Regions from separate parts of the Mus musculus genome. Here all the other regions are linked to region 2. Evidence: chromatin contacts called from public promoter capture Hi-C data. All regions are on one chromosome and are shown on one strand. Each heading gives the region's core, a stretch centred on a gene start, on an enhancer-like site or on the middle of the called end of the contact. The rest is flanking DNA. Distances are from core to core; before and after follow the strand shown. Region 1 holds the start of Dapk3 (death-associated protein kinase 3). Region 2 holds the start of Scamp4 (secretory carrier membrane protein 4). Region 3 holds the start of Tbxa2r (thromboxane A2 receptor). Region 4 holds the start of Dohh (deoxyhypusine hydroxylase/monooxygenase).

Region 1 (2,892 bases), core at 212-2,711, 580 kb after region 2:
CCATGTGTTTGAGGAGTCCCAGGTGGCTGGTACCCCCATGTTTGTGGTCAAGGCATACCTGCCTGTCAATGAGTCCTTTGGTGAGTGTCTGGTCCCTGGGGTTTGCAGATAACCTGCAAGGCCTGTGTAATATAGCTGCGGGGTGCAGAACAGAAGCAGATTTCTGTCATCACGGCCAGCTTGCTTAAGGGTGCCAGGAAAGACAGAGCTACAAACTACACAGAGAAACCAAAACAAAGGACCCAGGAATCCCTCCTGGGAGGGGTGGCAAGACAGCTAAGCATGTCCCCCCCCCACCCCACCCCCCCAGGGAAGTCACCTGAGTCTCCTGTCTTCTGTCTAGGCTTCACCGCTGATCTGCGATCCAACACCGGCGGCCAGGCCTTCCCCCAGTGCGTGTTTGACCACTGGCAGATCCTGCCTGGGGATCCTTTTGACAACAGCAGCCGCCCCAGCCAAGTGGTAGCTGAGACGCGCAAGCGCAAGGGCCTGAAAGAGGGCATCCCAGCGCTGGACAACTTCCTGGACAAACTGTAGGCAGCCTGATACTGCCACATGCTGCACAGTGCCCACCCATCAGAAGACACCTTGAGACTGTCCCACAGTGCTCCTCTAGAGGCTGCTGGGGCCACCCTGACATCACTCAGCACTCACTTGCTACCAATTCTATTTATTTCGGAATTACAAGATAGCGGGAATCTCTCTGCAGGCTGGACTGGCAGGCTGTGGGGTGGGCGGGACACGGCTCTTAACATTTTCAGAGGGAAACGCGCAGATGTCCAAAAGTCTAAATAAATGCATTCAGAGGTTTTTGGGGTCCATGGCCAAGTGGAGTTCCCCCAGAGGGGGAGGTGGGGTAAGTGCCTCCAGGAAGGCAGGCAGCCTGCCTTAGACTTGCAGCCCGGCTGTGGGAATGAATCATTGGAGTAATAAACTACAGTGGTTGATCCACATGTGCTCGCAACTCTGTTTTGTACAGCGCACGCTTTCCTGGTTTTCAGGGTATCTGGCTACCCTTAGGTGGCCTGCGGTGATTCACACATAACACACACACTGCACCCCGTGCGACAGAATGGGTTTTATTGTGAGTTCACAGTACTGCCTCAGTCCATTCCACAAACTTGAATCACTCCATAGACCTGCACATCAGGGGTTTGGTCTGCGCATACCCGGCTCCAGGTTATTGGCTTTCAGCCTCTCGCGTTAGCCAATCATCAGCCAGGAGCCCAATAATGATGTGCTCCACAAGGGCGGTGTCGAGCCTTCCTGTGAATCTGTCAGGCTGGCCAATGAGCACTGGACTCTCGCCTAGCCTTGGGTGATGACGTCACTAGTCAACGTCCGCTTCCGCTGAGAGGTCAGATGCTAACCAATGAGCGTGTGCATTCAATTTCCGGTTAAAGTCGTAGTCCAATGAGCGCTGGTTTTCGGGTTTTGCGGAGGTGTGCCCCTGCGCTGTCAGCGCATGCGTAGATGCCGTCTCAGGATTTGTACCGGAGGTTCTCGCGGGGGCCTCGCTGGCACCGGGCGGGGACTCGATGGCTGAGGACGGTACGAATGGGCCGGGTCCGGGACGTTGTGTTGGGACCCAAGGGACACGCGACGAGGGCGGGAGCGAGGGGAGGGAACCCGCGAGGGGCATGGCTTTCTCCAATCTCGAGGGGTGGACCTCTAGGAATAGCAACACTGCTGCGCATGTGTCAGGTTTCCGGCGACACCCCTGAGTTCCGGGGTGCTGGTGGGCATGATTGACAGGTGAGGAAGCTAGGTAGGAATTTCAAGAGCCGGACGCTATGGAAGTGTTTCGAGTAGAGAACCCCACGCTGACTTGGAACTCTGTTTAATCCTCCAGCCTCAGCCTCTTGAGTGCTAGGGTAAAGGGCACCTGACACTGTATTGTGTTTTATAGTTTTGTACATATATATATATATATATATATATATATATATATATATACTGCTTGAGAGATGTTGTTCCGCTTCTTTTAGTTATATCTATGCTTGTTTCTGAGAGGGGTGTCACAGTGCCCGCAGGTACCTGAGGTTCCTGAAGAGAGCGTTAGAGGTCATCAGGCCTGGGAGTTAGAGATACTAGTGAGCACTGGAAACTGAACTTGGAGACTGTGCAAGTACAGCACCCACTCTTACCGTCTCAGCCATCTCTCCAGTCACTTGAGCTGGTCTCATGGAACTCAGGCTGGCTTGTAACTCACCAAGTATTTGAGTATGCTCTTGAACTCGTAGCCGTGCAGCCCTCCGCTCCCCAGTGTGGGGTGTCAGGTTTGCTCTACCATGACCAAATTGTGGGTAGAGGCTGTAGATGACCAAAGAAAATCTGGGGCAGGGGCATTGTGTGTCACATATGCTGGGGAAGCCTCTTGGGAGAAGTCGGATCCGTGATAAACATTTCCTGTTTCCTCTGTCCCTCCAGCTCCTGTGTCCCCAGAATCCTTCAGAAGGCCAGCCGCCATGTCCACATTCAGGCAAGAGGATGTTGAGGACCATTATGAGATGGGAGAGGAGCTTGGCAGGTGAGTGGCGTGGGAGGTGGGTGCCCTTCCTCTCCTCAGTGTCTTGAAGCAGTGGCCACAGAGTTTTCTGGTGGTACCACGCCAGACTTCAGGTTCCCAGATGACAGGGAACCTGAGTTCCTTTTCTCTCGTGTCCTCTGTGGAGAGAGACACAGAGACCTGTAGCTGCTGCCCCTGAGCCGGGGACAGTGCCTCGGAGCATTGTCTGCTATGGGATTGTTCTCAGCTCGGTTTCTTCTTTTCCCCCATGAGACAGAGTCTTACTATGTACTCCTGGCTGGTCTGGAACTTGCTCATCACAGAGATCCTCCTGCCTCTGCTTCCCAAGTGCTGGAGCTAAAGGATTGCACCACCACCCTGGC
Region 2 (2,944 bases), core at 429-2,928:
GGATAGCAATCAGGGTTCCCCATTGGCAAACTGCCTTTCTAACCCTGGCAGAGCATTTTTAAAAATATTTATATCAGTGCCTTGCCTTTGTGTATGTATGTGCCTTGTGCACACAGAGGTTTTAAAAGGCATCAGACTTCCTGGAATTGCAGTTAGGGATGGCTGTGAGCCACCATGTGGGTGCTAGGATCTGAACCTTCATCCTCTGGAAGATCAGCCAGTGCTCTCAGCCACAGAGCCATCTCTACAGCTCCTGGCCTAGCATTTCTATGGACCTGGGCTTAGTCAAAAAATATTAAAGAAACAACATGGGTTTCCTGGTGGCCCTGTTTTGGTGTGATGACCCAAAACTTGGTTTTCTTCCCAAGACCCTTGGTTCACATGGCTTCCTAGAAGCCAGACACTGTACCTAAGGGTTCTAGCTTCGTTTTTTTGTTTGTTTTTCGAGACAGGGTTTCTCTGTATAGCCCTGGCTGTCCTGGAACTCACTCTATAGACCAGGCTGGCCTCGAACTCAGAAATCTGCCTGCCTCTGCCTTCCAAGTGCTGGGATTAAAGGCGTGGACCACCACCACCCGGCTTGGGTTCTAGCTTTGTAATGCTGGTCATATCCACACTAATCTCCCACTTATCTGTCTTGCAAGCAGCCATACACCAAACTCATGGGACCTACTCTGCTCTGATAAGCTGGTCACAAGGCATTCCTTATTCCAGAAAGATTGTGTTTGGCAGACAGGCCTAGAAGATTGCAAACAGGTTGATCCTGGAGCCAACCCCAGGCTCTCTGGTGCCACTTTCTACCTTCCTGCTGGTCAGGGCTCAGCCAGGCAATCTGCTGTTTATGTCCTAAGCCACAGAGGAAGAAGGACCCTGGGAGAGACTCAGGGACTCTGGCCTGGGAATGACATGTTGGGCAGATAAAGCTACACTGTGAAACTCTTTATCTAAAACAATAATTAACTAAAAGGTATTAATGTTAGGTCATCTCTCCTGCCTCTATTACTTGTTCATTTATTTTCTTCATCTTTTGTTTTTGTTTTTTAAAGACAGGATCTGTCCTGGAACTCCCAGTGATTTGCCTGCCTCTGCCTCCCAAGTGCTGGGGTTAAAGGCCCTCGCCCCAACCATCTTGAACTTTTGTTCTCTTGTATCCACCCCCAGAGTGCAGGCATGACCAGCTTGTGCCATGAGGAATGCTATGTATGGAATCCAGGTTCTCCTGGGTGCTAGGAAAACACTCCATGAACAGCCCCAGCCCCAGACTTATTCAGAAGTTCACATATCTGTTTCACCCATGTACAGATGAGGAGAATGAGGGCCTGAGTGGACCTAAAACTTCAGACTACAGTCACTTTCCAAGCAGTAAAAGTGATTGTTCACCAGCAACATGGGACTTTACAGAAGTATGATGGCAGATGCTCTTTGAGTGACTAATGGCCATAGAGTCTCCTTCTGCCTCAAGTCTTCTCTCTGCTGATGTCTCAAAGTGTCACAAAGGGGCCGAGTTCAGTGCCATCCCAGGATCTCAAACCACAGTATTCTACTCGCTGCAGCACACATAAGAAAACCCCCTAGACTCAGCAAGGCCTTGTGAAGCAGCCACGCGCACGGCCTTAAGGGAAATGTAGTCGCATCGCGCAGGCCCCGCCCATGGAACTACGCTCCCGTGGTGCCCCGCGGTGGCAGGCGTGGCGGCCCGGTTGCTAGGACTTGGATAAGCGTGGCGTTCGCTCGGGTGTCCCTCAGGTGAGCAGCCGCCGTAGGGGTTCGGCTTTCGCCGTTCCGAATCCGCCATGGGGCACCGGAGATGGTGACAAGGCAAGGGCGGTGGACAGGGAAAGAAGGCCTTATCGGGACAGACCGCGTAGCCTGAGAGGGTTGTGCGCGTCCCGGGAGGCGGTGGGAGTACGCGTGCGCGAGTAGTCAACGCTAGTACGCGTGTGCACAGGGCTTTTCGCCCACCGCGCCCTATGCCGTTGGTTTGCGGCGCACGCGTGTACCCTACTTCTGATTCCGGAAACCCTGTGATTTCCAGCTGCTTCCGGTTGTATGTTCCGGGTCATCACAGTCCCCTGCCTCAGGGTTATCTTATCCACCATCCTTACAGCAGGTGTGCAGTTTCCCTTTAAGCTCTTGTACCCTATGGGGTTTCTTGGGGTATCTTGGTGGTACCAGGGATCGAATCCTGGACTTTGGTTATATTAGACTGGCACTGGACTACTGATCCCCTTCCCCTCCCTTCAGAAGTGGATTCCAGGAGCTTTCGCTAATCTTTGTACCCAGCCCTTAAATGGATGATTCCAGGCAGGGACTCTACCCCTGCGCCACACCCCATCCCCTCACAAGGGGCCCTAACCTAAGCTTCAGTCCCTCACTGGTGGACATAGGTAGGCTCAGCACTGCTGAGCTCTACCCCGAGCCCACTTCATTTTTTTTATTTTGGAAGTTTCCTGTACCGCTGAAGCTGGCCCCGAACTCCCATCTAGTGGCTTATTGAGTGACTTGTATTTCAGGCCTGAGCTTCCAGACCTGATCCTTGTAGTCTGTCCAGCCACGGTCCCATTCTTTTGGACCCTATACCCAGGACCCAAGGCCCATTGTTTGCCTGCAGTTGTTGAATGCAGAGGGCGTGTGGTTCCTCAGAGGTGGGAAGTGTCTGCTGGACCGCAGGTCCTTGTCTGTGGTACAAGGAGCCCCTTTCAAACCTGTTCCCATGCTGGTGTACAGTGGGCACCTGTCACCTAAAACAAGGGAATAACAGGCCACAATTGCAATGAACATGAAGGGCCCCTTTGGCCAAGCATTGGCTACCATCCTATAGCTATTAAACTCCTCTCCAGAGGCCCATAAGCCCAGGCTGTCATCTGTCCCCAAGGCATCCATCTTTCTGTGTCCCTTGTTGTCTAGTCTTGAGGGGACAAACAAAGCTGTGTCTTCTGCCCTG
Region 3 (2,883 bases), core at 162-2,661, 730 kb after region 2:
TCAGCCATTACCTGATTCTCCAGACCAAACATATCCTTATCTCAGGTCAAGGGACAGAGGAAGAACATACAACCACCTCTCTGTTTCATCCACCCCAACCCATCCACATCAAGAGCAGCCTCAGATCCTCTTCCCACCACAGCTCCTCACCCTCACCACCAAACATTCCTGCCAGGACACCTAGGCAGGGTTTCTCTGTGTAGCCCTGGCTGTCCTGGAACTCACTCTGTAGACCAGGCTGGCCTCGAATTCAGAAATTCACCAGCCTCTGCCTCCCAAGTGCTGGGGTTAAAGGTGTGTGCCACCACGCCCGGCTTTTTTTTTTTTCTTTTAAGATTTATTTATTATTATAAATAAGTACACTGTAGCTGTCTTCAGACGCACCAGAAGAGGCCATCAGATCTCATTATGGGTGGTTATGAGCCACCATGTGGTTGCTGGGAATTGAACTCAGGACCTTCAGAAGAGCAGTCAGTGCTTTTACCGGCTGAGCCATCTCACCAGCCCCCGAAAAAACCCAATCTTCATACCCCTTACACCCACAGTATTGATACCTAGCCAAATGTTGAGAAGGTAAAGACATTTGTTTTGCCTCAGCAGCCTGAGATCAGAAACGTGGGATGATCTGTGTCCATTTCTGTCCCTAGCTTATGGGATGGATAGACAGGGCAGGCCCAGCTAGGAAATCAGAGGAACTACAAACTTCACGGGGGTAGAGGCCAGTCAGGGTCAGGACCTAGTGTTGGGATGGGTGGGAAGGCAGGAAGGGTGGGGGTGGTGCAGCAGGCAAGGGGCTTCCTGCTGCTGACAAGAGTCTGGCTGACCCTGGGCAGACTATGGAACTGGGAGGTTGAGGTCACAGCCAGGCCAGGCATCTCAATCCCCACCAGGACCTGTCAGGGCCAAAGAGACCCAAGGTCACCTCCTCCACGCAGGCCCCCCTCCTCCAGCTACTAGGCACAGGACTAACACCCCTGCCTGGCTCAGTCATCCTGGGCAACTGTCAGGGCTTCAGGCAGTGAGTCTGCAGGGGAGGGTTCCCCAAGACTGCTCCATCTCTAGAGGACAGCCTGGTCTCCGACCTTACACCTCCCCTACCCCAGCCCTCTCCTTCCCCTCCAGCTCTTGGTCCCTGCAGTCAGGCTGGAGCTGGCCTTGCTGACCCAATATCCCTGGAAGGCTCCTGGACAGCCTTGGCGAAGGTTAGTTGCTGCTGTGTCAGGACCAGCCCCATTTGGCCTCCCAGCTCTTCCCACATGGCCTCCCTCTGGGTCCCTGACCTTTCAACAACTGATGTCTCTCTCTACTCTGTCACCCTTGTGCCCTGCTTGGTTCCCACCCTAGCGGCTGAGAGGCGAGGCCAGCGCCAGCGCAGGGGGTGGGGCTGACGAGAGTCGGCAGAAAGACAGATGGAGACAGGGCGGGACGGGAAACAGCCTCACAGTCCCATCCCTCCAGCCCTGGACGCCTGAGGGTCTCCAGTGCTCCCCTGTACCCACGGCCCCAGGGCTTCTGTTGGGGCCTCCCCTCAACCAACGTGACTTGGTTTCCCCAGGGAACTCCCCTACCTGCTCTCTCTGCCTGGCCTGGAACACCACAGAGGACACCTAGGTACAAACAGCACAGGTGAGTCCCTTGCCTCCCTACTGTGACTATACCACTGTACCCAGGTAAGCCTCTGCATAGATCCTGGGGAACCCAGATCCACTAACAACCCTGCTGTGGCCTGCCTACAGGGGGGAATGATAGCAACCAGGTGCCAAAGTTCCCTGAAGGGGATCCTGTGGTGTGACATTTACTCCGGTGGTCTAGCCTGGGCAAGTGCAGTTTCCCTGGTGGTACGTGGGTACACTGGTTTCCTGTGTCTGGGTGAGGCCAGTCCAAGATGCTGTGGCAGTGATGAAGTTGGGGGTGGGATGGAATGGAGCTGGGAGCTACAGTGTGTGGCTTGGAGCTGGGCATGGTGATTGTACTCACATAGGCTCAGCTCAGAACCTGGGTCACATCTCGATGGCACATGTCCTACCCAGAGAGGGGCATCCATCCAACATGCCAGAAAACAGGCCTCGGGGCCCCTCCCCCAGCCCACTGCCACAGGATGACACCTGCACCCTGGAACTGTGGCACAAACAGGAAGCAGGCAGTGGGGGGAACAGCATGCGGTGAAGGTGAACCTGAGTCTGTGGGGTTGTGGGCATGCACACTGGGTATTTGGGGTGCTGGCAGAACAGCCCACTGGGCACAGCTGCGGCCAAGGCTCAGCCTCAGGAGCTCATAAGCAGAAAGTCACCAGGGAAGGCAAATTCGTTACACGGGGAAAACTGAGGCTGTGTAGCGTGGCTATGGGTGATGGAGGTGTGGGGAGCCCAGGCTGCTCTGAGGCCTGGTGGGGGAGGCTTGTTGCAGATGGAGGAGTTGGGAGAAGGAGGAGGGGCCTAGCCTGCAGAGCCCAGCCACACACCACATTCCACCAAGGCTGGAACTCAGCCACCCAGCCTGGGCCTCAAGGAATGAGCTCTAGCGTCCCAGGGCACACATATACAAGGATGAGGCCCCATCCTAGACAGAATACCACTGCCTTCCACCCCCAACGGTGGGAACATGGCTCAGGAACGCAGGACCATCCCACATCCCAGGGACTCAGGGTGGGAGGGTTCCAGAATCCTTCTGCTTCCTGGTGTCCAAAGCTGGGGTGTGGTGGCCTGTGCCTGTCACCCCAACAGAAGCTGGAGGCAGATGGAGCTCAGTGAGTTCCAGGCCAGCCTGGTCTACACAGAGTCTGCATGAGGACAAACAGAATTCCTGAGCCTTGAAATTCCCAGGCCCAAAGCTCCCTGCTCCAAAGCTGTGGAACCTGATGGGGCGCAGAGACGCCAAGTAAGT
Region 4 (2,772 bases), core at 135-2,634, 780 kb after region 2:
CTGGTAGCATTCTGAAAAATAGTGTATTTTTGTCTTAATTTTATTTTTACTTTAAAAATTGTTATTACCATAAATTAAATTTACATAATTATGTAATAACGGACTTCATGGAGGCTGGAGACATGCTTGGTGGTTGAGTGTACTGACTGCTCTTCCGGAGGACCCAGGTTCAGTTCTCAGCACCCACATGGTGACTCACAACTCTGACTCCAGTTCCAGAGGATCTGTCGCCCTAACATAGACACACATCCAGGCAAAACACCAATGTACATAAATCATTAAAAAAGTAATGAGGAAGCCAGGCGTGGTGGCACAGGCCTTTAATCCCAGCACTCGAGAGGCAGAGGCAGGCGGATTTCTGAGTTTGAGGCCAGCCTGGTCTACAAAGTGAGTTGCAGGACAGCCAGGGCTATACAGAGAAACCCTGTCTCAAAAAAAAAAAAAAAAAAAAAAGTAATGAGGAGGCTGGAGAGATCAGTGGTTAAGAGTACCGACTGCTCTTCCAGAGGTTCTGAGTTCAATTCCCAGCAACCACATGGTGACTCACAACCGGTGTACTTATATATTATAAGTACATCTTTAAAAATAAATAAATAAATCTTTAAACCAAAAAAGTAATGAACTTCATGACATTTACACACACACACATATATACATTTGTTTTGTTTTTTCGAGACAGGGTTTCTCTGTATAGTCCTGGCTGTCCTGGAGCTCACTTTGTAGACCAGGCTGGCCTTGAACTCAAAAATCCGCCTGCCTCTGCCTCCCGAGTGCTGGGATTAAAGGTGTGCGCCACCACGCCCGGCTTTTTTTTTTTTTTTCTCCCCGAGACAGGGTTTCTCTGTGTAGCCCTGGCTGTCCTGGAACTCACTCTGTAGACCAGGCTGGCCTCGAACTCAGAAATCCACCTGCCTCTGCCTCCTGAGTGCTGGGATTAAAGGCGTGCGCCACCAACGCCCGGCATATTTAAAAATTTAAACTTCGACTTTATGGTCATGTCACTGCCGTATATCCTGTTGATCCCCAGAATCGAACTCATTCTCAAATTGACTGCAAGTGCCCTCACTGCTGAGATTGCTCGTAACGCCTATTTTATCTCCCATTTCTTTTCCTCTGTTTTGGTCCCAGAGACCATTGGCCGCGCCCTGTAGAACATAGCCACGCCCACTATACACTGCGCATGCGCTATGCACGGCCGGCCCGGTTGTGCTGTGAATGGGATCAAACCATTTTCTTTTCTCTATGGGAGAGACGGTCGGAAACTCTTCTTCCGGAGGAAGACCGGAAGTTGCTTCTCCGGCTCTTAGGACAGTCCTGGGGCGTCGCTGCCGCATCGTTCCGGGTGTGGTCACCCCTAGTCGCGACGATGGTTCCGCCCAGCATGGTCACGTGGCCATCAAGATGGCGGCGTCCAGAGGACGTCGCGCGAGATGCGTCCGCGGACCTGTTCTTGGAGCTGTCGCAGCGACTCTCTCCATCTGTCCCGAGTATACGGAGCTTATTGACGAGTCCCTGTAGACGAAAACACGGTGAGCAGTGCCAGAAGTGCCCCCCCTTCGGGGGACTTCCGCTTTGAGGTACTCGCTGCTCCCGGGAGCGCTGGGATTTCCCTTGAGGGGGTCCTACGGGGAATTGGACCCTTTTCCTTCAGTATTTGACGTCACACAGGATATCATGTAGCCCAGGCTAGCCTCCAACCCACTGTGTGGCTACGAATGGCCTCCTCCTACCCCGTGCTTAGCTGACAGGTTGGCCGCCTATGCGGGGCTCACGTGCAGGCCGGCCCGCGCTTGACCTCTCAGCTTAAGTATTTGGAAACAGGATCTCCTGGGACCGGTTATCTTCCTGCTTCAGCCTCTGCCCAGCCTGGAGCCTTTTTGAATTAAGCGGGAGGCCCCATACCTCGAATGGGCACTCTTGGACCCACGAGATCCTTGGTCTCCCCTGTTGTTGCTCGGGGTAAATCGGGATGTGGGTCTCACTGCCACACAGCTGCTGCCAGCTCCCGTAGACCTGCTTCATGTGTGTTGATGAATTCCATTTTCAAGGTGTGACTGTAGGCTGATGGGCATCACTGGTGAGGCAGCCATACCTGCCTCATTAAACTCGGGGACGCTGGGTGACATCAGAGCCCAGAAGGCCTTCCAGCTTGCCACAGCCTGCTAGTCCAGTTTGTTATGTATGCATCTGCTGTATGTCTAATGGCTGACAGGGGCCGGTCCTCTTATACTGGACGATGTCTGTTTCCGTGTTAATTCATCCGTGAAAGAAAACACCTGTGTGGGAGTGTTGTCCTGCATCTATGGGGCCATGCAGAGGGTACAAGTTGTGCAAAGGCAGGAGCAGGGAGAAGTCCGGAGGGAGGAGGGGACGGATAAAGTGTATCCCACAGGGCTACATGAGAACCTCCAGTAAGGTGGTGTGGGAGGCAGGGGTGAGATCCATTTTGCAACTGACAGTTTCTAGATCCCTCATCTAAGCTATCCTGAAAAAGTCTGGCCAGGTGGTGGTGGCGCATGCCTTTAATCCCAGCACTTGGATGGATGTGGAGAAAGTTCTGTGGCCTGGAGCTCAGGGGTCCTCCTGCCTCAGCATCCCGGGGCTGGAATGGCAGATATGCAGGTGTGTGCCCTAGCTTGAGATTTCCCCTTCTCCTTTTTCTACCGTAGGTTTCTACTGCCTAGAATCCGGCCTTGCAGATCACGTGCTGGGGAGGCCGTTGCCATGGTAACGGAGCAAGAGATAGAGGCCATAGGGAAGACCTTGGTGGAC

Evidence for each region. Promoter capture Hi-C pulls out the DNA fragments that hold promoters and counts their contacts. Capture Hi-C pulls out chosen DNA fragments and counts their contacts.
Region 1: a contact with region 2 is called in a promoter capture Hi-C map of adipose tissue. The contact joins the promoter of Dapk3 here to the promoter of Scamp4 in region 2. A contact is called at or near these places in 3 of 39 promoter capture datasets (liver, neutrophils and pre-B cells), 1 of 484 Hi-C or Micro-C datasets (B cells), 3 of 115 datasets of contacts at active chromatin or transcription factors (effector CD8 T cells, embryonic stem cells and pancreatic cancer cells) and 2 of 9 other capture datasets (adipose tissue and liver).
Region 3: a promoter capture Hi-C map of liver shows a contact between it and region 2, with 2.5 times the contacts expected there. The contact joins the promoter of Tbxa2r here to the promoter of Scamp4 in region 2. A contact is called at or near these places in 5 of 39 promoter capture datasets (the C10 cell line, erythroid cells, liver and 1 more), 1 of 484 Hi-C or Micro-C datasets (CD4 T cells) and 1 of 115 datasets of contacts at active chromatin or transcription factors (effector CD8 T cells).
Region 4: a contact with region 2 is called in a promoter capture Hi-C map of adipose tissue. The contact joins the promoter of Dohh here to the promoter of Scamp4 in region 2. A contact is called at or near these places in 4 of 39 promoter capture datasets (the C10 cell line, the HPC-7 cell line, erythroid cells and 1 more) and 1 of 9 other capture datasets (adipose tissue).

Annotation. Positions count from the first base shown.
Region 1 is chr10:81,181,546-81,184,437 of GRCm38.p6, forward strand. Dapk3 (death-associated protein kinase 3) reads left to right here and starts at 1,462. Exons shown (of 9, transcript NM_001190474.1): 1 at 1,462-1,551; 2 at 2,431-2,530. The coding sequence starts at 1,539. Eef2 (eukaryotic translation elongation factor 2) reads left to right here. Exons shown (of 14, transcript NM_007907.2): 13 at 1-80; 14 at 344-964. The coding sequence ends at 537.
Region 2 is chr10:80,601,204-80,604,147 of GRCm38.p6, forward strand. Scamp4 (secretory carrier membrane protein 4) reads left to right here and starts at 1,679. Exons shown (of 7, transcript NM_019575.4): 1 at 1,679-1,746. It overlaps Adat3 (adenosine deaminase, tRNA-specific 3), which reads left to right and starts at 1,677. Exons shown (of 2, transcript NM_001100606.1): 1 at 1,677-1,746.
Region 3 is chr10:81,327,292-81,330,174 of GRCm38.p6, forward strand. Tbxa2r (thromboxane A2 receptor) reads left to right here and starts at 1,412. Exons shown (of 3, transcript NM_001277265.1): 1 at 1,412-1,626.
Region 4 is chr10:81,383,050-81,385,821 of GRCm38.p6, forward strand. Dohh (deoxyhypusine hydroxylase/monooxygenase) reads left to right here and starts at 1,385. Exons shown (of 5, transcript NM_133964.3): 1 at 1,385-1,529; 2 at 2,670-2,772. The coding sequence starts at 2,725. Gm48551 (predicted gene, 48551) reads left to right here and starts at 1,385. Exons shown (of 6, transcript NR_168929.1): 1 at 1,385-1,529; 2 at 2,670-2,772.